Regions from separate parts of the Mus musculus genome. Here regions 1, 2, 4, 5, 6 and 7 are each linked to region 3. A link is a contact called in public HiChIP or PLAC-seq and promoter capture Hi-C data. All regions are on one chromosome and are shown on one strand. Each heading gives the region's core, a stretch centred on a gene start, on an enhancer-like site or on the middle of the called end of the contact. The rest is flanking DNA. Distances are from core to core; before and after follow the strand shown.

Region 1 (3,760 bases), core at 226-2,725, 740 kb after region 3:
AAAAGAGGTGTCAAGTTCTCTAGAACTGAAGTTATGGATGGCTGTGAGCCATTCTGTGGGTGCTGGGAATTGAACCCAGGTCCTCTGCAAGAGCAACAAGTGTAGTCAATCACGGGAGCATTTCTCTTTGCTGCTGACTATGGATGTTAACTGACTTTCTGCTTCCTGCGCTGACTTCCCTCATATAAACCACAAGTGTAAATAAATGCTTTCCTCCTCCTCTGCACTGCTTCTGGTTCCTGCCTCCTCCTCCTCTGTACTAATTCTGGTCACTGCCCTTTTCTAAGTTTCTTTCCTGGTTGCTCACGACAGCACTAGAGCCACCAGCAGGTTGAACACTGTCCTGTATCTCAGTCACAAATGAGGACCCTATAGACATGGCCACATTTTTGTTTTCAGAAGTCATGGGTAAGATCTCCAAGACCACCTGCCTACCTCAGGTAAAACTGGACACCAACCAGTTTTACTCTCTAGCATTCCCAAGTGACACATACGTGTGACAAGCTGTTCTCACCTCCCACAGGTAGATGCTCTCTGCAATTCCTGCCAGGACATACAAGCCATTAGGTGCTGTGGTCAGACAGGTGACAGGCCCAGGACACATGATTTTCTGTTGGAGCTGATCCTAGGGACACAGGATACAAGACAAACTATGTGAGTATCAGAACGGAGGCAATGGAAGGTTAAAGTTTTTAGTACAGAGAGCAAGAGTAAGGGGGTTGGGGAGACAGACTGCTCAAGTGAGGGGTTGTCGGTGCGGCTCAGGGTTAGAACCACTGCCTAGAACCTCCCAGTGAAGGGCAGGGTCAGGGCTCAGCAGTAGGGATCCCAGCGGACAAGAAGGAAGCTCTGTGTTCCAGAAACATCAGAACCAGTAACCCCAGGCCTCAGTCAGTCCTGACTATGAAGATCTGCGACTCTTTACGAGGGTAACAAAAGGACGGGCCGTCGGTCTCTGTCTTCCTGCGGCTCCTCAAGATCTCTGATCTGCCATGCTGTCCAAAAGCATGACCTCTAACGGACCCCATTTTCCCTTCTGCATCAAAATTGGCGTCCCTAACACTACAAGCGTGCAAAAGCGGATTCGCCATCGATCTTCATCTGAGCACGCGTGCGTTGGCGCCATCTCCCTAGGAGAAAACCCCTCGGCCTCCGAGTACGCCCTGTCACGCAGCCACCCCAGGGTCGCCGGGACCCCAACCCTGGCGGCGCCCCAGGACTCTCGGCTGCCCCGCGGACGCTGAGGCCCCACACCTTACGCTGCAGCTCCCAGGCGCAGATGTAGTTCTTGCCCTGCTGCGCCGCCAGCAGGTACTCGCCATTGAGTAGCGCCAGGCCTCGCGGCCCCGCTTGGCCGCCTCGGTAGGTGAGCAGGTTGGCGCCCGAATGAAGCTCCCACACCACGCAGCTCCAGAGCTGTGCCGCGGCGTCAGTACACACCACCACTTCCATGGGCGCCGCCATCTTGCTCTGCCAGTCCCGCCCCTGAATCCCATCATCCTTAGAGAGACTGTTAAGATGGCTCCTGGCCGACTAGAACGGCCATAGCGCCTCCTAGAGGCCAAACTGGAAAGTCTACGCATGCGCGGTAGCTTCACCAAGCCGAGGAGGCTGTTGATTGCCTGGTGCTTTACGGGTTCCAGGAGCCCTAACGTGCGCATGCGTAAAAAGTTCGCGGCTCTGGGGCGGAGCTAGCAGCAGGTGAGAGGGCGTAGCCAGACGACCTGCACATGCGTACAAGCCAGTGCGCGAAAGGCGTAATGCTAGACCCAGCCAAGCAGGTTAAAGAACACCAGGAGCTTCTTCGGGGGCGGGGCGGGGCGGGGCGGGGCGGGGCGGGGCAAAACAAAACAAAACAAAACAAAACAAAACAAAACAAAACAAAACAAAACAAAACAAAACAAAACAAAACAAAACAAAACAAAACAAAACAAAACAAAACAAAACAAAACAAAACAAAACAAAACTGGATTCCTGCACATGCGTAGAAGACTGGGGAGTCCCTGGCCGGTCAGCACTGTATTACCTCTGTGTAGTGGAAGGTATTTTTGCTACCTGTTTGCTGGGTTTGTCTTTTTTTTTTCTTTCTTTTGTTTTCTTTTTCTTTCTTTCCTTCTTTTTTTCTTTCTTTCCTTCTTTCTTTTCGAGACAGTGTCTCTTTATGTGCTGGGTGGCCTTGAGCCTCCACCACCGGTGACCGGTTTATTTACTTTCTTTTCTTCTTCTTCTTTTCTTCTTCTTCTTCTTCTTCTTTTCTTCTTCTTTCTTCTTCTTCTTCTTCTTCTTCTTCTTCTTCTTCTTCTTCTTCTTCTTCTTCTTTTCTTCTTCTTCTTCTTCTCCTCCTCCTCCTCCTCCTCCTCCTCCTCCTCCTCCTCCTCCTCCTCCTTCTTCTTCTTCTTCTTCTTCAGATATTTACTTTATTTACATTTCAAATATTGTCCCCTTTCCTGGCTTTCCCTCTGAAACCGGTTTACTTTTTTTTTTTTAAAGATTTATTTATTTATTATATGTAAGTACACTGTAGCTGTTTTCAGACACTCCAGAAGAGGGAGTCAGATTTTGTTACAGATGGTTGTGAGCCACTATATGGTTGCTGGGATTTGAACTCCAGACCTTTGGAAGAGCCGTCGGGTGCTCTTACCCACTGAGCCATCTCACCAGCCCCCGGTTTACTTTTTAAACCTTGTTTTATAGCAAAAATATAAACCACTGATCTTTATACTTTATTTAGACCAAATGAAGTTAGTGACTTACTGCATGTAAAATCAGGCTACATACTCATCAAGGATAATATGTCTGGCTGAGGTGAATTGGTGATTAAACTCTTACCAATCGACCCACGCCCTTTATGGATTTGCCGCTTCTTTGCCCTTTCCTCTTTTGAGCCATAAATTTCAAATTTGTATTCGGTTCACTCCGTGTAGACCCAAAAGGTCAATCTCTAGCCAAGCAACCTTTAGCCTCGGGTCACAGCTGCTGGTCATAGGCCAGGTCTAAAACCAAGTGTCCCCTCCCTCCCTCCCTCCCTCCCTCCCTCCCTCCCTCCCTCCATGTGCTGTTAGTAAAGGAGATTGCAAGCAATTGTGGAATCGCAGCTGGGAATGTGGCTGCCAGAGCGCTGCGCCTGCCGTGGCAGCAGAGCTGGACGCACGGTGGGATGGTGAGCTGGGTCTAAGAGCAGCTATTGGGCCTGTGAAGGGAGCAAGGTTGCATGCTGGGTGCAAGCATTGGACTCAGCGACCCTGCGACCTCAGGCCAGAAAGAGAGGAAACGAGTCCGAGTGAGGCGTGTCACCCAATGTGGCCCCAAGATGGCAGGCTCGAGCTGCGGGGGAACAGGGAGGACACGGTAGGTGGTTCTCAAGAGAAGGCACCACTTTGAGCAAGAAACTCAGGAACAAGGTGCTGTCCAGTGGCACAGACACAGGTCTGGCAGAGGATGGAGCATGTAGAGCTGCATTTGAGAACGTTAGAGGGGACAGTCATGTGCTACTTCATTATGGGAGAGAGGAAATTTATTCCCCAAGGTTTAAGCTCAGGTTGTTCTTAAACACCAGACACTCCTACCTCAGCTGCCTATGAGCTAGGATGAAGCTACTTTTAATGCTAAAGTGTGACTAAGAAGAGAAATGAGAGGTTATCTCAAGCTGCCTCAGTGGGTAAGAGCACTTGCTATTCTTGCAGGATACCTGGGTTCAGTTCCCAGCACCTTCTCCAGGGTGGTTCACAGTCACCTGTAACTCCAGCTCCAGGGATCCAAC
Region 2 (4,297 bases), core at 1,158-3,657, 680 kb before region 3:
AGCATAATCCTCACTGGTGTTAGGCAAACACTCCTATGGAGCTATATCTCCAGTTGTATTTAATATTTACTGCAGTATTTCCAGGTGTATTATTTGAAATCTGTGAATGTTTATTTCTTGTGTGTACTCGTGTGTGTGCACACCACCGTGCTGCTGTGGAGGCCACCTGAAAAGGCACCCACTCTCTCCTTCCTCCACGTGGACCTGGGGATCAAACTTCAACATTTCAGGCTTGGCAGAAAGCACCTTCACCAGCTCCTTCATTATTTATTCTGAGCCAGGGTCTCCCTGAATGTCCTAACTTCTCACCTGAACCTCCTCCAGCCACTGGCACCCAGGAATCTTCTTCCCATCTCTGGACATTTCCTGTCAGAGTCCACAAGGTGGGCGTGGCACTTTGTGTCTGGCCCTCTCACTGAGCCATGTCCTTCCGGGTCCCTCTGCTTTATAACCCATTAGATCCCTGGCCTTTTTCATGGCTGTGTTATGTCCCACTTCGGCCATGGGGCTTGTCCCTTCTCCAGAGGGTGGGCACTAGATTGTGACTAAAGGGGCATCCATGTTGCTGTAGGAGGTTCTGAGTGGGTGGCTCCACTTGCAGAGGCCTGGTCTTGAGTCTTGGCTGTTCCATTTCTGAACAGCTGCCAGCCCCTCTCTTGCTCTGGCTATGGCTATCACAATCTGCCAGGTAAGGAGAACGGCCCAACTCCCCCCAAAGCCTTGTAGTATAATTTGTTTTGGCATTACGTTGGATCTGAGTAGACCCCACAGGAAGAGTGCTCAACCACCAACGGGAATCTGAGACTGAGATAGCAGCATGTGTTGAACACCAGAAGTCCTTTGCACAACCCCTTCCCACTATGTCCACTGAGCTCACTCAGCCCGAGGCTCATCCTTTGCCCTATGTGCATTTAATTTTTTAAATAGTTCTACTTGTGCCTGTAATTGATGGTGCATGCTTTTGATCCCAGCTCTTGGGAGGTAAAGGCAGACAGATCTCTGAGTTTGATGCCAGCCTGGTCTGCACAGCAAGTTCCAGGACAGCCAGGGCTACACTAAGAGACCCTAACTCGAAAAACCAAACAGAAGGCCAAACAACACAACAAAACCCAACCCTATTTGGGTTTTTTTTTTTTTTTGGTGTTTTGTTTTGTTTTTTAAGATTTATTTACGTGTTTTATGTAAGTACACTGTCGCTATCTTCAGACACACCAGAAGAGGACATCGGATCCCATTACAGATGGTTGTGAGCCACCATGTGGGAATTGAACTCAGGACCTCTTGGAAGAACAGTCTGTGTTCTTAATTTGTTTAGTGTCATTTACCCAGGGGCTGGCACAGGTGTGCCCATGGGATGGTCAGAGTTACACCTTGCAGGAGTTGGTTCTCGCCCTCTACCAAGTGATCCTGGGTATAAGGTGGGCTCCAGCTGGCTTAGCTGCAATCACCCTACCTTTTGAGCCATTGTGATGGGCCCAACATGTATGGTTTTGAACCTGGACCCTCTTGAGGTTTATTTCCAGCTGTCATCACTTGGGGCTTCTGGGAGTGAGTACTCAGGGACACGATAAATATTTTGGGGGGGCAGGTGTCTAACAGTCGTTCTAACAATGCAGAAGTTGAGGCTGGAGAATTGCTTCCAGCTCGAGGCTAGCCTGGCTAGAGAGAAAAAGGTAGCTCGAAAATTGAAAACAATAAACGCACAGTGAGTAACCAGCAGCGTCCGCGCGCCGAGCGCCATCCGTGGGGTAGTCACTTAACTGTTGAGTGAATCATAGCTTCAGGGGGAAGCGCCCCACTTCTTCCACAAACAGGAGCCACGCCTTCCTCCGCGCCTAGTTACTCCTGTTCTAGTCGTCCCCCCCCCCCATTCAGCCGTGGTCTTCCCCGACTGCTCATCCCAACACGGTTGCCCCGGGCAACAAGTGCCGTCTCGCTTCCTGTATTGATTTAAATCCTGAAGGACGTCCCATACTCCCGAGCTGCTCCGCGCTGGGGCGCGCAGGCGCAGCTGTTTGGGGTGGACGCGAGCACGGCACAGAGTGGGAGTGTCTAGGGGGCGTGCCCGCAAGGGACAGGGAAAGAGGCGGTGTGGGGGCGTGGCCTAGGAGAGGCGTTGGTAACTCGAGGGGCGTGGCTTCAGCACAGGCCACAGGGGGTTGGCGGAGAGATCCGTGCGTGTGGGCCGTGAGCGTGGCTGAGGGCGTGGCTTGCCCACGGAAAACCTTGGCGGCGTTGGGGGGGAGGACCTAGGGGGCGTGGCCTAGGCGCGGTGATGCGCTGGGCGGCGGGGCCGGTCGCGGGCGCGCGCGCGGCCTGCGGGACAGATTGGGGGAGGGAGTCGGGTTGCCACTGAGTTCCGCCATATTAGCTACCGCGGAGGCCGGGGGATTCCCGTGAGCAGCGGCGGCGGGGCCTGTCGCAACGGCGGGGCCTCGAACAGGCGCGGCGTGTTCCTGGGACCGGCGGGAACCGGCGGGTGCCGGCTGGCGACCGGAGCGAGGCAGGTGAGGACACGGGTGACTCGGGGACCCGCCCCCCCAGCCGACCCCTTCCTTCTCTGGGGCTCCAGTGCGGCCTGATCCTGAACCCCACATCCCAGCGACCTCCAGTACCGGCCCCGACCCCGCCAGCTCTCTGAGTCTGTCAGAGTCCTCCATCCCCAGAGCTCTGCTCTGATAGTTGCTCCCCTCGAATCCAGGGCACCACCCGTCTTGTTCCCCCGAACCCCAGAATGCAAACCAGCTTCCCAGATGAGGCCCTGAGTCACCCCAACCCTGAGTCCCCTCACCCGGCAACCTCGCCTTGACCTCGCTCTGTCCATCACAGCAATCATCGCCCAGAGCCTTGTTCAGAGCACGGCTAATGTCCAAATCCAGGCATTCCACATGTTGCAGCTCAGAACCCTAGGTCAGGCTCCTTGCGCCCCCAAATTCAGGTCACCCTTTACTACTTCCACCAAAACCACCCAATTCAGGTGAGGTCCTGAGTCAGATCTCAGACGGTCTGTCCCCAATGACCTCGCCCTGTCACCAACACTCTGTATTCTTTTGAGCTATGTTCCCTTAAATTTAGAGCATTCTGTCTCATGCTGATCACTCAAGACTCAACTGCAAACCATTCATCTGCACCCTGTTGACTTCCAAATGTAAATCCCCCTGCCTCAGATGCTCCCTACATCCAAACTGGGATCTGAGTCAACCTCCAGAGTCCAGGAGTCTCAAATCTGGCATTCCCCAGGTGGGAAGGATTGTGAACTAAATTTGCCGTAAACACCCAGTGGTTCAGCCAACAACCAGGTGTCTCATCTCAGGGGAGACATGGCCAGAAACCACAGACATTCTGTGTCCCCAAATCCACCACGTACCCTCTCAGATCTGAACCTCCACTCTGTGTCTTCAAATGCAAGTCCAGGTCCTTCCATCCTCTATCCCTGATCCAAAGCCATTGTCCCCTACAAAGCCCTTAAATCACCCCACCAACTTCACTTGTCTCCAGCTGTAAGCCTGACACCAACCTCTGTATAGGCATTACCTTCCTACCCCGCTCCCCTAAATTCTCTGCTAATTGAGAGCACCTGGTGGGATGCACTCCTTGTTGAGAACACCTGGTGGGAAGCACGCCCCCTACCCGTCCTGTCTGAGAGATGACCTCATTCCTCTGGCTGCTGAGTCCCAGTCCTAGCTCCTTCCTGCTGTTTGAATGAGGGTGATTCCCCAGTGAAGATTCACCCAGAACAGACACCACCTCTGGCTCTCGGGATCAGGGCTTAGAAAGAAAGGGAGTTGGTGGCTCTAGCTCTCATGGGGCTGGGATGGCATGTGTTGTAAAGATTAATGGAGTTCTCAAGTGTGGATTTGGTACTTGAGGAGTTTAGCCCATGTTTTGTGGTTCAAGGGTCTCTTTGCTTCCTTCGGATAGAGGGTCAGGAGCTAAGTGTGCACTGGAGGAGTCTTGGTGTGGTTTATTTCCTGGTTCTGGGCATGAAACCTAAGGCCTTTGCACATGCTTAGAAGAGAGAGGTCACCAATGAGCCAGGCTCCAGCCCCTTACTGGGAAATTCTAGGCAGGGGCTCCACCCTGACCACACCCCCAGCCCCTCACTGGGAGATTCTAGACAGGGGCTCCACCCCTGACCACGCCCATAGCCTTCTTTACCTTTAACATTATTTTTAAAAGATGTATGTGGGTGCTGGGCAGTAATAGTTCATGTAGAGGCAAAAGCAGGCCAATCTCTCTGTTCAAGGCCAGCCTGGTCAACAGAGTAGTTCCAGGAGAGCCAGGGCTACACAGAGAA
Region 3 (4,130 bases), core at 1,205-3,704:
GCTGGGTCAGACACTCAGAGACTTTTTCCAAGGTCAGGTTGACCAGATGCTGAGGTTCCAGACACTTTATGTTTTGTGACAGGCTTTGGGGGATGAGGAGGAGGTGCTCTAAGCCCATTGTCTGCACATGCCCTCCTGCCTCCCTTCCTAGGCTGCCTCCCATAGCCCATTAATATAGTCCAAGCTAGCCCCTAAGATTCTCCTGCCTCAGGCTCCTGGAAGGCTGGGATTATAGGAATGCATTGCTACACCTAGTCCCTGCCTGTTCTTAAATCCTAAAGTGTGCCAGTGGGATAGGGACCCTCCCTAGCACCCACAATGACAGGCCTCGATAGGGCATGAGAGGTCTGTGGCAAAGAGGCCACTTGACTTTGGAATTCTGTTTTCCACAGGTCACCTGCTTCTTTGTAGCCTTATTCCCCAGCTCACTCACAAGGCTGGGGTGGTTCTGCACATCCAAGTTGAGGCCGCAGGGAAGAAACACAGCATGGTTCAGGCAGTGCGTTGACCACACAGGCAGGTGTGACTACAGATGGCCAGTGTGCCCTCAGGCACACAGCCCTGCCCAGCATCCCCTCCCGCTCTTACCCACCCTGCCCAGCATCCCCTCCCACTCTTACCCACACACCTCCTCACTCCATCCCTCTCCCCACTCCCCATACCCCGCTCCTCACCTCACTCCTCCCTCTCAAGTGGAAGGCCTGGTCTTACCTCATCTTTTCATCCTGTCTGAAATAGAATGGGGCTCCAGTTAGACCCTCCAGGTCTGCCACCACACCAATTCAGGGAAGAATAGGTTTCATGAAGACCCTTCAGCCAGGATGGCTTGCCCCCTTCCTCCAGCTGAACTTGGAGACCTTTGAAGGGTGTGGGCAAGGTCCTCCTGAGCCTTGGCAAGCTTCAACCCCTCATCATAAGGCACACACAACCTTGGATTCCAGCAGGAACTTACTTGTGCCAGGTGTTTCTACAATGACAGTAGGTTTGGAGTCAGGGGACCAAGTGGCCTCCCTTGGTGTCTCCCTCTCCATGTCCTGGTACCCAATAAGCCCCAGCTCACATGTATTTCAGAAGGCCCTGTACAGCTGACTCCCACTGTGCCGATGACCTGGGGTGGGGGGGGGGAACACAAGACTTGGTGGTGGGGTATCCCCAAGGCCCTGGTCCCCTTCCTTGCCTAGGACCCCAGGGGCAGTGGGATTGCTGCATGAGCCATACTTGCAGTAGTAGCCAAAGCAAATGACGTGGGAGTCCGTGCAGTTGCTGCAGGAGATGGTCTCGTACTGGTAGATACCTGCAATATATGAGAAGCAGCCCCAGACTCCCCTGGGCCCTCCCCAGCCTGGGCCACTGCCACTGTGGCCCTTAGCCTGGACCATGGTTCACTTACCACAGTGACGCTGACAGTCAATGCGGCCTGGGGAGGGGAGGACATAACAGGATAGTGCTTTCTGACAAGGCCCAGAGCTCAACACCTCAGCCCCACTTGTTTTTGTAGCCCAGGATACCCTAGCACAGAGAAGGTAGCCTAGGCTGCCTTGTGATTTGTGGCAATCTTCTTGCCTCGTTCCCTCATTTCTGAGTGCTGGGATTACACGCTTGTGCTACATGAGTTTCATGGATGTAGGAAGGGGTCAGTTGCAGTGAAAGATGGGGATAACCTAAGGGAAGGATGGTTCCATTGTTCCTAGGTGCCACCAGGAGACTAGTTTGACAGAAATAAGGGGGTGATGGGCATGCTAGCAAACATTTATGCAAAAGGGCCTCCTGCAGAGTCACTCCTCCCTGAGCCCTGTTTCCAGTGCCCCTAGCCCTGAAGTGCCAGCGGCCATGATCATCTTCCCCTCTGTGGAGCCCACTGCTCACTCTCTATGATGGCGTTCTGGATGAGGCGCACTTGCTCCCGGAAGATGGCCCGCAGCTCATTGGGGAAATACCCTGATGTGAGAGTCACAGCAGAACGGTCAAGTTCAGGTGCGTAGCAGCTCGCACCGGCCCCACCTGTTTCTCTTTTTACCTGGGAAGTACATCTTCCCCTGGTACAGCTGGTCCATCCTCTGGTACACGGCTTCTGCTACTTGATATAGCTTCTTCCGGGCTAAGGGCAGGAGGAAAAAGCAAGCAAATGAGTGGCCCTGCCCGGTTCCCTGCTGCTCTTCTGACCCTGGAATGGGTTCCGCCGCTCACTGATCTCAGCAGGAATGGCCAGATGGAGCTCCTTCATCGTGTTCTGGATCCAATCGGAGAGCAGCATCCCCGACACAGGAATGTCACCCACCCACCACGACTTGAGGTTCACGTGGTGACGATAGAAGGAGAACTTCTCCGCGAAATTGGGGTCGCACTGCAGGCAGCCCCGGGCCAGCGCCGCTGTCATGCCCAGAAACAACAGCAGGGCCATGGCCTGGCCCAGCCTGCCTTGCCCAAACATCGGCGCCGCCAGCGCCGCACCCTCCAGCCGCGCACCAACCAACGGTGCCTCCCGCGCCACGCCCTGCCACGCCGCACCAACCAACAGCTCGCGCTGTGGACCCTGGCCGCGCCATCCCCTGCCCGGGCCTGATCATGCTTCCAACTCTGGTCCCGCCCCGCTTAGACATGTCCCGCCCACCGGGCCTGATGGCGCAAGCCTTTAATCCCAGCACTTGGGAGGCAGAGGCAGGCGAATTTCTGAGTTCGAGGCCAACCTGGTCTACAAAGTGAGTTCCAGGACAGCCAGGACTACACAGAGAAACCCTGTCTCGAAAAAAAAAAAAAAGACAGCGCCTGCCCACGGATGGCTCCGCCCCTACCTGGCCAGGCCCCGATTAGACTCCTGTCCCAGGCCTGGTTCCGCCTACAGGCCTGGTACCGCCCACGGATGGCTCCACCCCTTTCTAGCCTGTCACCACACCCACCCCACCGCCATCCGGACTTCTGTCCCAGGGCTGGCTCTACTGGATCTCCCCAGGAGAGTGTAACTGAATCTCTCCAGTTACAATTGGCAACTGGTAATGCCAGTCTGTCCCCAGGCTCCACCCCATCCACAGCGCCTTACGCATGCGCTTTGGGCTGGCGCCAGTTCCCGAGCCAGCGAGGGAGGGCTCGTCCCGCCCCTCATCCGCTCCACTACAGCCAATTAGCAGCGCCCGTCCTGGTCTCCAGGGGCGCGGAGTGCCGCCTGCCTTTCACACCGTGATCCTCCGAACTCGGGCGCCACACCTCCATCCGGGCTGCTTCCCTTTAAGGGAAGTAAATCCGGCTGGCGGGCGCGGCCTGGGCGGGGCGTGCGGCGTGTCCCTCCGCGGGCGTGTCCCTCTGCGGGCGCGGCCGGAGACTGGGCGAAGCGAGAGACGGTTCCGGACAGCCAGGTGGGTCCTCCGAGGGCCAAGGCGGGCGGCGGGCAGCGGGACTTCATCCCTCAGGGTGACAGTGTCCAGCGACCGGCCCAGAGTGGGCGCTGGGGACCTGGATCTGTCAAAAGGAGGGAGAAAGGAAGCGTCATGGATCAAAAGCGTGTTTAATATTTGAGGTCCTAGATAGCACAGGCTAGCCTCCAGCGGCTGGATAGGATCCTCCTTCCCATCTCCGCTGACTCATTTGTTTGAAATGATCACGTTTCTGTTAAACTTCATTGAAGGTCTGGGCTCTTGCTCTGGAGTGAAGCATTTGCCTTGTGTGTAGAAAGCCCTGGGTTCTATCCCTACTTCTGCCTCTTCAGCACTCCTCGGCCTCCCCTAAATAAGCCATTGAAAGGCTGGATGGAGAGACTCAAAAACAGATCACAGAAAGTTAACTTTGGCCGCAGTTTCTTTTTCTTTTTTCTTTTCTTTTCTTTTCTTTTCTTTAATTCTTTCCTTTTATATTTAGCCCAGGCTATCCTGGAACTCAGCGAGATCACCCTGCCTGTGCCTCCTGAACGCTGAGATTAAAGGTCTGCGCCAATAACTTTGCCTTTTCTCTTCCCTCCTGCCTCCACCCCTTCCCTAGGCTCCATAGAATAAAGTGCCTACAGTCAAGTAGAGGTTGGCATAGTGTTAAGGCAGGGCAATTATTATTCCAGAGCTCCACGTGTATCCTTGTAACTTTGGTTTCTGATTTGCTACCGTTATGCAGAGTTGGGAGCTCAGGAACTAGGGGTGGGAGTGTCA
Region 4 (3,896 bases), core at 346-2,845, 780 kb after region 3:
CCCCACCCTCAATTTATGGCATTCTCAGAAAGATCTACTAGGAACTGGTAGCTGGTGTTTGTGGAAGGGGGATCTGGCTGCAGTGGGGAAGAGACCCAGAGCCACACCCTAGTCCCCCCACCACCTCCAAGCCTCAGGTCAGAGAGAGAGAGAGAGAGAGAGAGAGAGAGAGAGAGAGAGAGAGAGAGAGAGAGAGAGAGGGAGGGAAGGAGGGAGGGAGGGAGGGAGAGAGGGAGGGGGAGAGGGAGAGAGGGAAGAGAGAGAGAGAGAGAGAGAGAGAGAGAGAGAGAGAGAGAGAGAGAGAGAGAGAGAGAGGTCACTAGCTCGGCCAGGCCTTGCAAAACACGGTTATTTGGAGTTGTGCAAGGCCAGGGCCCGAGGGTGGCGAAAGGGGCCCCTCTCTCCTCCAAGGGAGGTGGAGGGGGAAGGGCAGGAGCTGGGGAGGGGGCTGGGAAAGAAGGCACTGTGCCCCCCCAGGAGACGTGTGCAAAAACACACCCCAGTCAGAGGACAAATGTAAAACAACAACAAAAAAACAAACAAACAACCCCCCCAGTGGAGTCGGTATTTCAAAGGCTTCTTGGAAAGAGCGAGCTGGGGAGGGGGGGTGACCCTGCTGCCCAAGTCGTAAAAAACGGAAGATATTTGACAAACCCGCTGCGAGTTGACACACACGCGCGCACTCCGCGCTTCCTGCTCCCTCTTTTGTGTCGGGGGGGGGGGGGCAGGGGACCCTACCGGAGGGATCTGGATGGGCGCACCCCGCGGGGCAAGTGGAGACCCCAGTCCCAGTAGTACACTGGAGCTAGGGAACGAAATGGGGGGGGGGAGATGGGCGGACCCCGCTGGACACAGGTTTGGAAGAGAAAAAGAACTGTAGGTACCGGGGCGTGGTGGCGCGCCCGGCCTGGGATTTTCCCAAGCACTTGGGAAGGAAAGCTGCGGCAGGGGGATGGCCTCGAGTTTCAGGCTAGTCTGAGCTTTAACTCGAGTTCTAAGTCAGCCCGTACTACACAGTAAGATCCTATCTCCAAACATCTTTTTTAATTAATAAGAAAAAGCAAAACCATGTTCCCAGAGCGCAGCCCCCAGTCCTCTGCGCGCGCGCACATACACAGACACACACACCCCGGGTCCGTTTCCTTCCGCCAGGGGACAGCGCGCACTCGCGACCCCCGCGCACTCGTGTACCGGATGAAGGTCTCCAAGATCTACAACCGCAACAGCCACCCCAACTCTGATCCGTCAAGTCGCATACTCAGCCCTGCACCCCTCTACGCGCGCGTCTTTGCCTAACTTTGGAGACCCCGCAATTGTCGGTTTCCAGGGTGCCCTACGCTGCCACCTTTAGGAGAGATCGCTAGAGCCGCGCTGCAAAAGGCCTTACCGCCCGGGGTGGCCCGGGGGGCGCATGCCCCGGTGCCCGGAGCCCAGCCCAGAGTCCAGCCTGCTGGTGGCCTCCGGTGGCCTCTCTCCCCCTTGGCCTCCCCCTGGTGCCCAGTGCACGCTCCTGGCTTCGGGGTCACCCGCCTCACCGAGTCTCCAGGCCGCGTCTACATCTCCATCCGTCTGGATCGGATAGGGACGAGGTCTCCGCGCGCGACCGGGCCCCCCGCCCCGCCCCTCCCCCACCCAGCAGACGAATCGCCGTGTGACAAATTGCTCTCAGATGCAAATACCTCGCCGGTGATTCAGCAGCCCCGGGGACGCAGGAGGAGGTGGTGGGTGTCTCTCCAGGGTCCCCCTTTCCAAGCTTTCCCAGGACACCACACCGGGGTCCCCCTTCTCCAACTCAATCTGAGGACGTCCACGGTGGGAGGAGGTGGAGGGGAGCCGGAGAGCCGCCACAGAGTGGACGGAAAACTTCAGGTCGCGGCCCCTTTAAATGATAATAAATAATAAAAGGAAGGGGGAACCGGACTGAGGGACGCTCCGCCCCCATCTTAGGGACCGTGCGCAAAGTGCACGCCGCAGCCCACGGCGCAGAGGCCGCGAGCGGGAGGGCGGGGCTGCGAGAGCCCCATCGCGGGAATCCCGAAGAGTTAAAAAGGGTTCCTCGCCCCACCTCTGAGCGGAAAGTCACCTGGGCCCCCGGCCGTTTCCTGGTTTCACCCGGAACGCAAGATGGATAAGCCAAGCTTGGAGCTGGAACCTCCGCCCACTATGCTACCCTAACCTTCCGGGCCTGAGGCTCCACGTCTCTGAAATGGGCTTAAAAACCCCCGGCTAGGCTAGATCTGCGGGGGCTGGGACGCTGGGGTGTGAGGGCGCTGCGTGCGCAAAAGCACCGGGTTGGGCTGCGCGCGCGTTCGAGGAAATGCGAGGAACCGTGACGACCGTACCTAGGAGCGAGGGAAAGGAGGGCCATCCTTTAACCAACTCAGTGAAGCCCCTGCCTCGGTCTACCCAGTTCGTCTCGGGAGAGTACTGGATTCTGAGGTCCCATTTTGCAGGCTGGGAAACCGAGGCATGATGTGAGCTCAGCTAGAAGTTGAGACGATTCTAGTGGGTAACGCCAGTGCTCAGGGCAACCCCCGACCTCGACTAGTTCCCCATAGGTGGTGCTCAGGTCCCTTGTTAGACTGTTGTGGGGATCTTGAGCAGTCTGCCCCTTGAAAGCCACTTGTGTGAGTGTCTGGAGAGATGGGGTGGCTCCGGCCAATCCAAGTTCCCGGAATCCTCCCTAGAATCTGAGACTGCAGCAGTTGCTTGGAACCTTAGCCTGCAAGGCTAAGAAAGTTGCAGGTGGCAGCGAACTGCGCCTTCAAACTTTAGACACCTTGATGTGTTGGGGTGTGGCCCCGGGGTGGAGCTGGGCCTGCACACCAGCATTCTTCTCCAGCATCAAACGGGCTACTAGCAGATCTTTCTCCCTCTAATCATCTTGTGTGTCCCCTGTAAACTTGGGCAACCCCCCAAAACATTCTGCCAAGATAATGAAAGCAACATACATTCCCATTCTCTCTCTCTCTCTCTCTCTCTCTCTCTCGTGTCTGTGTGTGTGTGAGAGAGAGAGAGAGAGAGAGAGAGAGAGAGAGAGAGAGAAAGAGACCGAGACCAGAAGGGCTTCAGCAGCTCACGCATAGAGGTCCTAGGAAAACTTAGTGGAGTCGGCTTTCTCCTTCCACCTTTATGTGTATTCTGGGATGCCAAGATTCTCAGGACGCCAAGCTTGTCAGCAAGTGCCTTTACCTTCTGAACCTTGTTGCTGACCCCTAAAATACTGTTCTTAGTATTTTTTGATAGAATCTTCAAAGACAAAAGCCTAAATCTGCTGGTCCCTTTTTTATGGCAGGGATATATTTAGCCAAGGGTCCAGGTGGCAAGCATAATGACATAATGACAGGTCTCCTTATGACAGGTCTCCTAATTCACAAGATACAATTCTGGCAACTTGAAAGGCATCCGACTCGCGCCGCAGGGTGTGCGCGCCGCCTGCCGGGCGCCAGCGGAACTGCGCCCAGGGTAAGATTTTTCATCATGGAGGCGGGGCTTCAACCCAGCAGTGGAGGCCGCCAGGTGGTGCTATCGCACCTGAAAAGACGGTTTCCCACGTTAGATTGGGAGAAACTGAGGCCTGAAGTTCTCCTACATAGCTTTTTTTCTGTTGAAGACAGGGTGTGAAGTCATGAATCACGAAGTGTATCACGAAGTTAAAGTACAAGGAACGGACACGCATGACCACATCATTTTCAGATTGTATTGACACTTTTGGATCCTGGAGATGAGTGCTCTGTCCGGGACCCGCCCAGACCCTCACTGGGGGCATTGTAGACAGGAGGTGAGGCAGATGTCAACAGTGGCTCCCGCCTTTATACTCCGGCGCCTGAGGCAGAGGCGGGGGGATTTCTGAGTTTGAGGCCAGCGTGATCTACAGAGTGAGTTCCAGGACAGCC
Region 5 (3,979 bases), core at 688-3,187, 590 kb after region 3:
GCCTCTGAAGGAACACCTGATGCTGGGTGCCCAGGTTCCCCAGTGCAAGACTGACCTAAGACCACTCCTACAAAAAAGGCCAAGGAGGTCCTGAGAGGAGCCTAGGCCACCAGCCTGCCCTGCTCCACCCCTGGGTCCACACATCTGATCCTGGATATCTGTCCACCTTCCTTTCCTGTACGTACCACTCAAAGCAGTGCCCAGCTGGCAAAAACAAGAAGCTGCCAGCCTTTCCTGGGACAGGACCAGAGGCAAGGTCAGTTAGGCAGAGTGTGGCCAGTGCTGGTCCCAAAGATAAGGCCCCTTCTTGGAAGCCGGTAGGTGAAGTTTTCCAAGTTCCGCCAAGCCTAGCAGGCGATAAAGAGTCCCCACGGGCCAACGACGCCAACTACGCGCACGACACCGCAGGGACCTGCGCAAGCACTGGCCGGCTACCCCCCCCACCCCCTTCACCATTATTTTTGGCCCCACCGGTTCCCTCTAGCTGCGTAAACAAACTAGCCACCCGCCTGGCAACGCCCGCCAAAGAAGCCAGGCGCGACTTGCGCCAGGACCTGGCCCAAAGAGGGGGGCTGGAGGCGCAGTTGGCTGCACGACCTCCTGCTAGGACAGTCCTGCAGGCTGCCCTAACATACAGACCCCACGAGGTGACGCTCAGGGATAGATGGGGTAGATAAGGCAGTAAAAGGAAAGAGATGAAAAAGGAGGAAGGAAATGAGAAGAGAAAACGGTTAGAGGAAAGAGAAGAGCCAGAAAGTAGGAGGAAGGGCTGCCCAAGGAGCTCAAGGCAGCGCCCGCGTCGGCCCCAGGCCCTTGGCACCTACTTCTTGACGTTGGCCTCTCCATTGGGGATCCTGCGCAGCTTTTTCTTCTTGAGGATCTTGACCGCCCTGCGGCATAAGGTCTCGGAGTCCAGCACCTCCTTCACCTTGCCGTACGAGCCCTCCCCGAGCAGGTCCCCCATCAGGTACTTGCCGATGAGCTTGGCGCGTTTGCGGCGCGGCTGGTAGATTACCTCGGTGGAGTCGATGCGGTGGATGAAGGTGTCCATGCCCACCGACATCAGCTCGCCCTCGGAGAAAAGGCCCAACGGCTCGGGGTCCGCCACGTCCATCCTGGCCCACTCTTTGTCCTCGTCCCCTTCGGGAGCGCCAATTCTTTTCAAGTTCGAATTCCCCCCCCCCCACCCGCTTCTTCCAAATGTTCCAAGAAGGGGAAAAAAGGAACGGGGAAAAACAGGAACGACCTCCACAACTCTCCCGGTCCCCACAACCGGGTCCACGTCCGCTTCCTGGGCGCCAATTCTTCACTTTTGATTTTCCCCTTTTCTTCTAGGTGCTCAGGGAGAAAAAAAATGAAAATAAGAATGAAAAAAAAAAAAGCAATGAGCCCCCCCAACCCTCGCGTCCCCCCAATTCGGGTCCCCGGGGACGCTGCTTCCGACGGAGGCGACGGTCCGCCGTCGCGGCGCGCGGGCCGCTAGGTCATGTTCGCCACTTGGGCCCCGCGCTCAGGGGCCCAGGCGGCCGCGTCGAGGCCGGTCCGCGCCGTCCATGTCCGGCCCGCGCCGAAGCCGCGCGCGGCCCCTTAGTTCTACGACTTCTCGGGGCGCAGACTCCACCCGGACGCGGGACACCGGGACACCCGCAAGTCGCGGACACGAAATCCGGACAGGAAATCTTCCGGGGACCGAGGGGGGAAAAAAACCACCCCAGGCGGCGCGTCCCCCTCGCCGCCTAGCCGCCGCGCGACAGGCAGGAGGCCGGAGCGGCGAGGGGGGAATCGAACTCCAGGCAGAAAGATGCTGCCCGCGAGAGACAACTCCACGCCGGCGCCGCCCTCGGCGACTCGCGCCTCACTCGCGGACGCCGTGAGCCGCCTCCCCTTTCCTAGACCGACACGCCGCCGCCATCTTGTTTACCGCCCTGCGCCGCGCCGTCGTCGCACGTCGCAACGGTGGACACGCCCCCTCGCGGAGCCGACGTGCGCGGCAGTTGGCTGTAGCTTTAGGCCCCACCTTTCGGACCCGCCTCAATCGCCAACGAGGATTGGGCTATTTGGATCTAGGTGGGCGCCCGAGCTGACATTGGACAGTTCGGGTTCCATCTGAGAAGGCGTGATCTAAATTCTCATTGGTTGTCTGAGACGCCCGTCAATGGGAGTAAGCAAGCGACTGTAAGGGAGCGGCCGTGGGCTGTGGCTTCAAGCCCCGCCCCTCAGTGGTTGGCCCTGGTGTGTGGGGGCGGGACTTTATTTGCCAGTGGCTGTCGCAGACGCCCGTCAGCAAGCGCGACGGGCCAGCGAAACCTCTGGGCTGGCTGTGGTGACCTCGGAGTTTCGGGCCTCCGGTTAGAGTTCACGCGCGTCAACGTCCTCCGGGGAACGGCCGCGACTGGAGGCATGGGGGAGGGTGGAGAGAGAGGCTCGTGGATCCCTAAAGAGATCCAGCCCAGGCTTGCTCTTAACGGCCTTGGGGGAGGGGTCAAAGGTCAAAAAGTAGCCCAAAGTCGACACTCCCGAACCTGAAGCCTTAATGTAGCGCCTCTGAGATCCATGGCATAGAGAGGAGCGTTTCCTGTGCAAAATAAGAGCAGCTGGGCTGGTGAGATGGCTCAGAGGTTGCGGGCGATTGACGTCAAATCTGACTTCATGAGTTCGATCCCCGTAAGTTCACAAGGTGGCTAGAGTGAAATGCCTCCCTCAGGCTGTCTCTGAACCTAGGGACTCCGTGGTAGGCGCGCGCGCGCACACACACAACACAGAATTTTAAATAACAGTTATCAAAAAAGGTGGCTGGGTAAGACGTCGCCGCTGGCCTCAACTCACCTGCTGCAGTGTTTTTGGGTGGTTAATCTAATTATTTTTATCTGTGCCCTTTTTTAACTGCACGAATAAAAAATAAGGGTTGGAGTATGATTGAGGGACGAGTGCTCACCCTGCCTGACTCCCTCTACACACAAGTTTACGCACAGGCCGGTTACAAGGTCCATAGATCCGTGAGTCTATGGTTCCCTCCGAGGCCACTAGGGGGCGGGGTGTACTGCCAGGAGAGTCCTGGGGGAGGGAGAGACCTAGACTCCAGGAAAGGTGGGAAAAGTGCTTGCTCTACATGTGTTCAGCCTTCAGGACTTAAAAGGAGGAGAGAACTGACTTATGCAAGCACATAAATTAAGAAAAAAGATCAGAGAAACAGACGTGAAGACAGAAATCCAGGGAAAACACAGACTAGACAAACAGAGTCAGGCTGGATGGAGGGACAGGTCAGGGGTGAAGAGCACTGGCTGCTCTCCTGAGCACACAGGTTTGCTGGCCAGCACCCACATCACACAGGGAGACTCTGGAGTTTCACCTCCATTTCATTGCTCTGACATTGCCTTAAACTATGGCAGTGATAAGGAAGTCTCCTCCTCCACCTCCACCCTTCCCCTGACAGACTCCAAGGACAGATCCAGAAAGAGTCAGGGGCAATAGACAACATTCTGTTTCTACCCGATCTGTACCTGAGCTCCCCCAGTGTGACAGCCTCTCATGTCCCCAAGACATTACCCTGAATTCTCTGACGGGAAGAGTTATCACTCTGGTGAGAACTCTGGGTCAGAGATATAGTTAGAAGTATTTAGAGATTTATCATATTTACCTGTGTGTATGTCTGTCACATTCAGGACCCCACTGAGGCCTCAGATACCTTGGAAATGGTGTTGCAAATAGTTGTGACCAGGCATGTGAGAGTGCTGAGAACCAAAACTGTGACTTCCAGTAGAGCAGCTACTTTGTAAATTTGGGAACTCAGTACCACTTCAATAACATGAATTATCCCTGAGAGGCCGCAGATTCCAGACCATAGAAGCACAATGGGAATGGTGCCTGGGGTGGGGGGTGGGGTAGAAGCCACCAGGAGGGAAAACTTCAGACTAAAGATGAAGCCTGCAGCCAGGCTGTTTCCATCCCTGCTGCCACATACGTCACACTTACAGGAGGC
Region 6 (3,773 bases), core at 696-3,195, 650 kb before region 3:
GTGGTAGCATTAAAGGCAGGTGAGCCCACACCAAGCTCACAGCCAGTGATGAAGGCTGAGACTCTGTTCAGGGTAACTGTCAGGCTGCTCCCTTCCTGGACCACCTGTAGAAACCTTTGACCTGTGCCTGGGTCCCCACAGCCGCCTGTCATTGTTTTACCCAAATGCTCTTCTATCTCTGTTGTAACAGGAAGCCCAAGTTTGATCAAGCCTAACCTTATCTAAGAAGCTCTATCTGAACTGTCACCTGCTTGAGAGGAGCGGCTCAGAATCCCCCAGCCTGTTGAGTTTGGGGGGCGTCACTTGCACCTGCCATTAAGATAGACATAAGCACATGCTGCATGTGTAAGCATGTGTGTGGTCCCATAAACACATGCTATCATTACAATGCGTCACCTGGCCAACATTACCCCATCACAGAGTTTCAGTTTACAAACAGCACGGGAGGACTGAGCCCACGACCGCAGTGCATGATGGGATGGAAACACCCTAACCCTGCCCCAACCCCTCCAGGGGAATTATGGGCGGGGCTCCACTCTGACCACACTCCCAGCCCTTAGTGTGGCTACCAGGAATCGAACTGGAAGAGCAGCAGGTTTTATTTAAACCACTGAGCAATATCTTCAATCATTTGTTTTTAAAAAGATTTATTTGGGCTGGTGAGATGGCTCAGTAGGTAAGAGCACCTGACTGCTCTTCCAAAGGTCCGGAGTTCAAATCCCAGCAACCACATGGTGGTTCACAATCATCTGTAACAAGATCTGACACCTATTATTTCACGTTTATGAGCATTTTCCCTGCATGTAAGCCTGTTTGCTTGCCTAATGCTCAAAAGGGTAAAAAGAGGTCTCCTGGGACAGTTACAGATACTTTTTAGCAGACAAATGGGTGCTGGGGATCGAACCCAGGTTCTCTGCAAAAGAAACAGGCACTCCTAACCATAGAACCAACTCTCAGTTTCTCTTTTACTGTGGGATGTTACAGAAGACTGGAGTAAAATCACATTTGGCAACCTAGATGTGTGGTGCTGTCTCTTCCATTTGGATAATGCGGATCAAATTCAAGTTGTTGGGTTTCTCTGTAAACCCCTTGGCTTGCTGAGTCAGTCCGCACTGACCTTCAAAATGATTTTTTTTTTTTTTTAATGAAAATGCTCTTAGCCCAGCTTCTATCTCAGATCTAGGTGTCAGCCTCCCAGCCTGTTACTCCTCCTATGGTTCAATGTACCCCTTGGTCAGAGAGTAAAATCAAGGTTCCACGGGAAGGGAAATCAGTGCCTGGTGGTCATTTCCCCAGTCCTCCGTTTATAAAGCATACGTTCATTTATTGATTTAGGTCTGTGTGTGATGCACATGGCACAGCACACAGTGGAGTTCAGAGGACAACTTGCTGGAAAACCATTCTCACATTCCACTTTGTGGGTTCCGAATGCAAGTCGTCCACTAGGTGGCGAGCACCTTCAAGTGCTGTGCAATCTCACCAGACCCATTTTTTTTCAACGTAGTAAGAAAAACTACACCTGGCCGTACTGCAGGGGCGGGGGGTGCCTCTTTGGAACCTAACTCCTTCCTTAGAAGCCTACTAAAAACGCCTCTTCTGCCGAATATCCCCGGTCCCCATCTCCACACCCTAGCTCACCGGTCAGAATGGGGACTACTGGCCCTTTAAGGAGCTCCGCCCCACAGCACGCCGCCAGTCGCCTCCGATTGGTCCCGAGCGCGCCGGAGCGCAGCCGAACTTGACGCACCCGCCCGCAACCTGCCGACGCACCTCCCACGCGGCTCCGCAGATCTTCAGCCAACCACCGCCCGGCGCGCCGAGACTAATCTGCATGACCCCACCTCTCATGGAGGCCTCAGCCAATTAGAGCGCTATCCTTGGGTTCATTAGCATGAGGGCGGAGCGGGCGCGGGCGCTTGGTTGGACCGTCGCCGCGTCTCAGGTCCCGGGAAAGTTTTTTCAGAGGTGAAAAGAGCCGGGAAGTCCGGGCCTGCGCGGGGCGGGGGCTGCGGGGCGCGGCCTCCGGGACTCGATCTCGCAACAAAGGATCGCGGGGCCTCCTGCCCGAGGACCTCCCCGCCCCGGGATCCGCCTCCCCGGTCCGGGCCCCCCGGGGATCGCCCTGCGGTTCCCATCGAGGTGGCAGGCAGGACCCCCTGACCTTTGCCGGCTTCTGTTCCAGATCCCGCCCGGAGTGGCCATGTCCCACGGTCCCCGGCAGCCAGGCGCAGCCACCGCGTGAGTGCGCCTCCCCCAGCCTGTCCCGACCCTGGATAAGCCCTGTCCCCATCGTCGGGTACCCCTGGAAATGCCTTGTGTCCATCTCGAGTACCAGGGGTCATGCCCTGTCTCCACCCCGGGTACTCCTGGACATGTCCTGTCCTGCATCCTTGGGAACTCTTAAACATTCCCTATATCCACCCTCGGGTACCCCTAAACACACCATGTCCACGCTGGGATCTCTGGACATACCCTGTCTCATCCTCAGGTACCTCTGTGTACCTCTGTTTTGGGAACCCCTGATCCTGTCCTGTCCCTATACCCTACCTACCTTATCCCCACTACAGGAACTTCTGACCATGTCCTGTCACCCTTCGGGGATTTCTGTACTCCCTGTAGAACTGCCAAGACACCCTATGGCCTTCCTCACTATCTCATCTTCCTCCCAGGCCCCAGGACCAACTCACCTCGTCCTCCGTCCCCACCCCGCCAGTGGCCTACTGTGATCCTTGGATCCTCAAACTCTGGGTCCCCACCCCCTTTTTCCAGGCTCATGCGTGCTCCCACATACTTCTGTGATCTCCAATGACAAGAAGGGGATGGGTAGGTATGGGGGAATGATTTTGGCACTGATGGATGACGCTGGTTTCCATTGTCCCCAAGACCTGCGGGAGGCAAGACTCCGGGCCAGCACGGGGCCTTTGTAGTGGCTGTCAAGCAGGAGCGCAGCGAGGGTTCCCGAGCTGGAGAGAAGGGGCCCCAGGAGGAGGAGGTGAGTCCCCATCTGAAAAGCCTGGCCGGCCGCTGGCTCAGCAACACATACCTCACAAATCCAGACTATAAGATCCTCCCACTGCCTAGCAAGAGGCCACACCCCAGCCTAGCCTGTCAGTGGCTTCAGCCCCACCCCTAGGAGGCTGTCTTGGTGCAGGACCCGTAGGTTCTCTAGAGTTCTGACCCTTGATCTGCCGACCTACCACTAGACTAGGCCCCGCCCATATGCCCCAGACCCCCACCCACACTTCCCAGAGCCCCTCCCAAGGACACAGCCTCCTCCTGCAGCCAGTGAAGAAGCGAGGCTGGCCCAAAGGCAAAAAAAGAAAGAAGATTCTCCCAAATGGGCCCAAGGCCCCCGTCACTGGCTATGTTCGCTTCCTGAATGAGAGGCGGGAACAGATTCGCACCCGCCACCCGGACCTTCCATTCCCGGAGATCACGAAGATGTTGGGCGCCGAGTGGAGCAAGCTGCAGCCGGCAGAGAAGCAGGTAGAGACCAGAGAAAGGGGTGGCAGAAACAGGAGGATCCCTGGGCAAGCCCCATCGGTGAGAGACCCAGGCCCAAAGAACAAGGTGGAGAACGTCCAGTAGTCCTGGAGAAGGGACCCTCTCTCTGTGGGTTGGAGGGAGGAAGGGAGGCAAGGGAGGGGTTACGAATACATCAGTATGAGGGGAGTTGGGGGCCTGGCTCTGGCCACATCTGTGTGCCTACCTTCGTTTGGGCTGGCCCTAGTTTGAGGATGCTGCCCCCCTCCTAGCGGTACCTGGATGAGGCA
Region 7 (3,879 bases), core at 1,358-3,857, 690 kb after region 3:
CTGATGACCCCACGCATGCGGACCAGGTCTCCAAGGATGCCTGGGTAAAGAAAGGCCGGAGATTAAGATTTCCCCAGAAAAGCAGACTCAGCCTCCACCGGGGAGTCCAGATAAGCCCAGGGGCTCTCCAGGAGGGAGTGGCCTGCACAGGCTCCTGGGTGAGGGCAGACCCAGCCTCCACCTCCCTGGATCTCTCTGGATCTGTGGGAGGGAGTGACTGGGAGGACTGGAGCTGCGTGCTGGGCACAGCTCTGACAAGTGGTTTCCGGGGAGCAGCGGGGGGGGGGGGCGGGGGGGGCTGAGTCTGGTGCCCGACCCATCTCACTGAGCTGCCAGAGACAAACAGGAAGGAGGTGAAAATAACTCTGGAGGAAACGGACGGAGCCATCATCAACTGCATGCAGGAGAAAACGGAACGGGGCCACTCACTTCCAGTACCTCCCGTGGCCTCTGCTTTAACACCTTCCGTGTTCTGCAGTCCCCCAGTGCTGCAGCCAGGGTCCTTCTGCCTCTGCAGCCCTCTGTCCTCACACAGTGCTCCTTACATACAACCTCAGTTTCTATGTATCTGAGCAAATGCCTAAGACATTCCCCCTGTAGGACCAGGCACGCCAGCAAACTCCTACACATCCTTCAGAACTTTAGTTGACACATGCACTTCTTTTCATCCTATTTGAAACCTCCTCATATCCCCCCCCCGCCCTTTTTCTTCTTCTACCTTTTTTTTTTTTTTTTTTTTTTTTTGGCTTTTCGAGACAGGGTTTTTCTGTATAGCCCTGTCTGTCCTGGAACTCACTTTGTAGACCAGGCTGGCCTTGAACTCAGAAATCCACCTGCCTCTGCCTCCCAAGTGCTGGGATTAAAGGCGTGCGCCACTTCTCTCTCTCTCTCTCTTTCTCTTTCTTTCTTTCTTTCTTTCTTTCTTTCTTTCTTTCTTTCTTTCTTTCTTCCTTCCTTCCTTCCTTCCTTCCTTCCTTCCTTCCTTTCTTTCTTTCTTTCTTTCTTTCTTTCTTTCTTTCTTTCTTTCATTCTTTCTGAGTCAGGGTCTCACTGTAATTCTGGCTGACCTGCATAAGACTCAAGTGTAGACTCACAGAGATCCTCCTGCCTGAGTGCTGGGCTGAGAGGCTGCCCACCTCCTGCCCTCCCTCCGTGCTGCTCTGAAGATCCTCACCGTCCTGCAGCACACACTCCTTGAGCTTCTCCAAGCCCTCAGCAAAGCGGGCCACATCCGCCAGCAGGGTTGAGATGTCTTCTACGCCATCAGGGAAAGCTCCCTCAGTGGGTAACTCTGCCGGACTGGCCGCAGAAAGGGGGCTTCGGTACCCACGGCCCAGGGTCCAGGTGGCAGTGCCCGAGAGCGGGAAGCCTGCTGCACTGGCATGGCGGCTCAGGCTGGTGGGTCTTTTGAGTGTCCCTGTGCCCTTGGCTACCGTGGACAGGGATGTGGCTGGTGGCTCCAGGCCGGGAGCTTCTGTCCAATCCTTCCTGGGCAGCTCCTAGGTATGCATAGGGAAGAGGAGTCAAGGGGATCCCCCATCCCAGACACTGCCTCAGTTTCCCCAGAAAGTCCTCACAGGGGTCAGAGGTCAGTGGGCAGAGAATTTTAAGCTCCCCCCCCCCCACCTGTTACCCAACATCCTCCTGTCTATAGCTTTCACAAACAACCGTCCCTACCCAAACCACAGCCAGAGGCGGGGCCTGTGGGGCACAGGAGGGAGGGGGCACCCCACTTCCTGGTGGGGGTGGGGAGGACTCTTGTGAGTCTCTAACCCTGTAGCCACCCCAGATACCTCTACGGGTGTCCACTTTCTAAAAACATGGATAACTTCTGTGACCTGAAAAGATCATCAGGCTCCTGTGTCTCAGGACACCCCCAGACCTAGTAGAGGTACCCCTAAACCTCACAAATTCTCAAAAGCTCAGCAGGCAGCAGCAGGTCCTGGAGAAACTTGGAGACCCCCCCAATCTGCTCTGTACACCTGCACCCCAGTTCAACACCAGTTCCCCATTGGCTTTCAGAACCCTAAAATTGCCCAGACCCCATATTACAGTGTAGTCACTAGACTCCAATACCAGTTCTACCCACTACCCACAACCGTCATTGGCACACGACGGGGACATCCCTCATCAAGATGGGTGACTTGGTTGCCACCCAAGGCCATCCCTACCTACCGTAATGCGGCCTCCTAGGTTCAGGCCACTCCTTGTCGCCGGCCATTCTGCCTGGTGTGGACTATAGCTGGCCCGGTTCCCCCAGCGTGGACCCAGCATGGTGTTGTAGTTGCATGCTATGCCCATCAGTGACCACAGGCTGTGGGTGTCATCCTGGGTCCCCACCCGCTCTGTGCCCCACTCACCCCTGAGGAGGACTGCGGGTTGGGGCTCCCCGCGCGGTTCTTTTTGGAAATAGAGGGAGTTTTCATAAGTTCTCGCTTCTTCCGAGAGAACATGGTGGAGTCAGCCCCAGTGGCCCTAGGTGAGGACAGGCGGGCAACGGCAGGGTGGGAGTCTGGGGGTGGTCTCAGTCCTGCAACTCCTGGTGCAGGCTGTCTCTGGACCACATTGCTCAGGGCCACCCCCTCCCCAGCTGTCAGAGCCACACGTGACTGGCTTGGCTCTCATTGGCGCATAAGTCTCCTACACAGGAAAAGGCTCCCCAGCAGAGGGAGGGAGGTGACACCTCAGATCCGCCCCCAGTGTGACTGTCCCAAGTGTCAGCTCTTATAGGACTCTGCACACTGACTCTGACACAGGTTCCCCACAGCAGGCCACCTTCCACTTGCAGCCTGTGTCCTGTGTGGCCACCCGATCCAGGCATTAGCTGACTCTTGCTTGGGACATAACATACAGTCAAGAAAGGCAGTGTCATGTGTATACTGATATGAAAGACCAGAGAGGAGGCTGAGCAACAGGTTCACACACAGATCAAACAGACACCCCCTGAGTCCCTCACCATGCACAGGTGACCCCCCATTCCCTATAATCACCAGCCTTACAGTCTTCTGGGGACCATAGGACCTGAAGGTGCCATGCCTGGGTGGCTTCCATCCAGCAACCCAGGAGCTCCACTGCCCTGCTGGCCTCCACTTAGCTCCCACTCCCACTCTGCCCTCTATATCCCAGCTCTGAGCTTCAGGTCTCAGGATCCCCAGAGGTACTATTTAATAATTTAGACACCATGTCCCTTAACCATCCCAAACTCCACTGACCTCAGGCACACTGGGTGGCTCTCGGGGACACAGCCCAGAAAGGCCGCAGCCTGCAGTACCTAGGCCCGCTCTCCAAGCTCTGGTCCAGCCACAAACCCAGCCGAGGAGCCCCTTAAGGGTCCCGTGCCTCCCACTCATAGTTGGATGGCTGGGGGTGGGCTTGGGAGGTTGTCTCAGGATGAAGACTGGCTGGCTCTGGGGTGGGCTTCTGGTCCGGTCAGGCCAGGAAAGTACCAGGGTCCTCTATACCGTCTGGAACATTCCACAAGCCTGACCTCATCTCTACTTCACGGTCAGAAACACTCACAAGTCCCGCCCTTGGGTGTCAGACCCACATAGGTACATGCAGGTCAGGATACGTGTGACTGGACACCTGGGAAGTGTCCGTGTTGCAGGCAATTCACAGCAGGACACACGCGCATACTGTACATGTGATAGTGTATGGGACTGTACAGAGCTAAGACTCCTAAAACACAAACTCAGCCGTGGCCTCATTCTCATTCTAGTTTCTTTTTATTTCCCCCAGAGCCCAAGGCTTTCTGGGAGCCAGCGTATGGTACAGAGATCCTCTGTCTGAGCTTTGCCACTCAGTCCCAAGGCAGGCATGCTCAGATCATGGTCTCCACAGAGCTGGGGTCTTCCAGGAATCGGCTGACACGTTTGGGAT

The links. HiChIP or PLAC-seq counts read pairs in DNA pulled down with a chosen protein or histone mark. Capture Hi-C pulls out chosen DNA fragments and counts their contacts.
Region 1: a contact with region 3 is called in a promoter capture Hi-C map of adipose tissue, with 2.2 times the contacts expected there. The contact joins the promoter of Wdr18 here to the promoter of Izumo4 in region 3. A contact is called at or near these places in 2 of 115 datasets of contacts at active chromatin or transcription factors (bone marrow-derived macrophages and pancreatic cancer cells) and 1 of 9 other capture datasets (adipose tissue).
Region 2: a promoter capture Hi-C map of liver shows a contact between it and region 3, with 2.5 times the contacts expected there. The contact joins the promoter of Fzr1 here to the promoter of Izumo4 in region 3. A contact is called at or near these places in 5 of 39 promoter capture datasets (cranial neural crest, embryonic stem cells, liver and 2 more), 1 of 484 Hi-C or Micro-C datasets (CD4 T cells), 3 of 115 datasets of contacts at active chromatin or transcription factors (bone marrow-derived macrophages, memory CD8 T cells and pancreatic cancer cells) and 1 of 9 other capture datasets (liver).
Region 4: a contact with region 3 is called in an H3K27ac HiChIP or PLAC-seq map of microglia, with 6 times the contacts expected there. The contact joins the promoter of Arid3a here to the promoter of Izumo4 in region 3.
Region 5: a contact with region 3 is called in an H3K4me3 HiChIP or PLAC-seq map of embryonic stem cells, with 6 times the contacts expected there. The contact joins the promoter of Stk11 here to the promoter of Izumo4 in region 3. A contact is called at or near these places in 2 of 39 promoter capture datasets (cranial neural crest and pre-B cells), 1 of 484 Hi-C or Micro-C datasets (CD4 T cells) and 2 of 115 datasets of contacts at active chromatin or transcription factors (embryonic stem cells and pancreatic cancer cells).
Region 6: an H3K4me3 HiChIP or PLAC-seq map of embryonic stem cells shows a contact between it and region 3, with 8 times the contacts expected there. The contact joins the promoter of Hmg20b here to the promoter of Izumo4 in region 3. A contact is called at or near these places in 4 of 39 promoter capture datasets (cranial neural crest, embryonic stem cells, neural stem cells and 1 more) and 3 of 115 datasets of contacts at active chromatin or transcription factors (bone marrow-derived macrophages, embryonic stem cells and pancreatic cancer cells).
Region 7: a promoter capture Hi-C map of liver shows a contact between it and region 3, with 2.7 times the contacts expected there. The contact joins the promoter of Arhgap45 here to the promoter of Izumo4 in region 3. A contact is called at or near these places in 1 of 39 promoter capture datasets (pre-B cells), 2 of 484 Hi-C or Micro-C datasets (both in CD4 T cells), 2 of 115 datasets of contacts at active chromatin or transcription factors (Th17 cells and pancreatic cancer cells) and 1 of 9 other capture datasets (liver).

Annotation. Positions count from the first base shown.
Region 1 is chr10:79,957,867-79,961,626 of GRCm38.p6, reverse strand. It overlaps Wdr18 (WD repeat domain 18), which reads right to left and starts at 1,475. Exons shown (of 10, transcript NM_175450.4): 1 at 1,255-1,475; 2 at 515-625. The coding sequence starts at 1,464.
Region 2 is chr10:81,376,480-81,380,776 of GRCm38.p6, reverse strand. It overlaps Fzr1 (fizzy and cell division cycle 20 related 1), which reads left to right and starts at 2,407. Exons shown (of 14, transcript NM_019757.1): 1 at 2,407-2,507.
Region 3 is chr10:80,701,017-80,705,146 of GRCm38.p6, reverse strand. It overlaps Izumo4 (IZUMO family member 4), which reads right to left and starts at 2,454. Exons shown (of 10, transcript NM_027829.3): 1 at 2,188-2,454; 2 at 2,018-2,098; 3 at 1,867-1,938; 4 at 1,391-1,417; 5 at 1,219-1,294; 6 at 1,061-1,108; 7 at 953-967; 8 at 712-729; 9 at 434-448; 10 at 1-83. The coding sequence starts at 2,431. It overlaps Mob3a (MOB kinase activator 3A), which reads left to right and starts at 3,327. Exons shown (of 4, transcript NM_172457.2): 1 at 3,327-3,350.
Region 4 is chr10:79,925,040-79,928,935 of GRCm38.p6, reverse strand. Arid3a (AT rich interactive domain 3A (BRIGHT-like)) reads right to left here and starts at 1,595. Exons shown (of 9, transcript NM_001288625.1): 1 at 1,536-1,595. Gm40715 (a long non-coding RNA gene) reads left to right here and starts at 1,945. Exons shown (of 2, transcript XR_001779822.2): 1 at 1,945-2,474; 2 at 3,347-3,896.
Region 5 is chr10:80,113,753-80,117,731 of GRCm38.p6, reverse strand. Stk11 (serine/threonine kinase 11) reads right to left here and starts at 1,937. Exons shown (of 10, transcript NM_011492.5): 1 at 825-1,937. The coding sequence starts at 1,114.
Region 6 is chr10:81,348,599-81,352,371 of GRCm38.p6, reverse strand. It overlaps Hmg20b (high mobility group 20B), which reads left to right and starts at 1,945. Exons shown (of 9, transcript NM_010440.3): 1 at 1,945-2,238; 2 at 2,884-2,992; 3 at 3,283-3,486; 4 at 3,756-3,773. The coding sequence starts at 2,201.
Region 7 is chr10:80,015,400-80,019,278 of GRCm38.p6, reverse strand. Arhgap45 (Rho GTPase activating protein 45) reads right to left here and starts at 2,607. Exons shown (of 23, transcript NM_001142701.1): 1 at 2,361-2,607; 2 at 1,175-1,499. The coding sequence starts at 2,453. Abca7 (ATP-binding cassette, sub-family A (ABC1), member 7) reads right to left here. Exons shown (of 47, transcript NM_001347081.2): 47 at 3,707-3,879. The coding sequence ends at 3,821.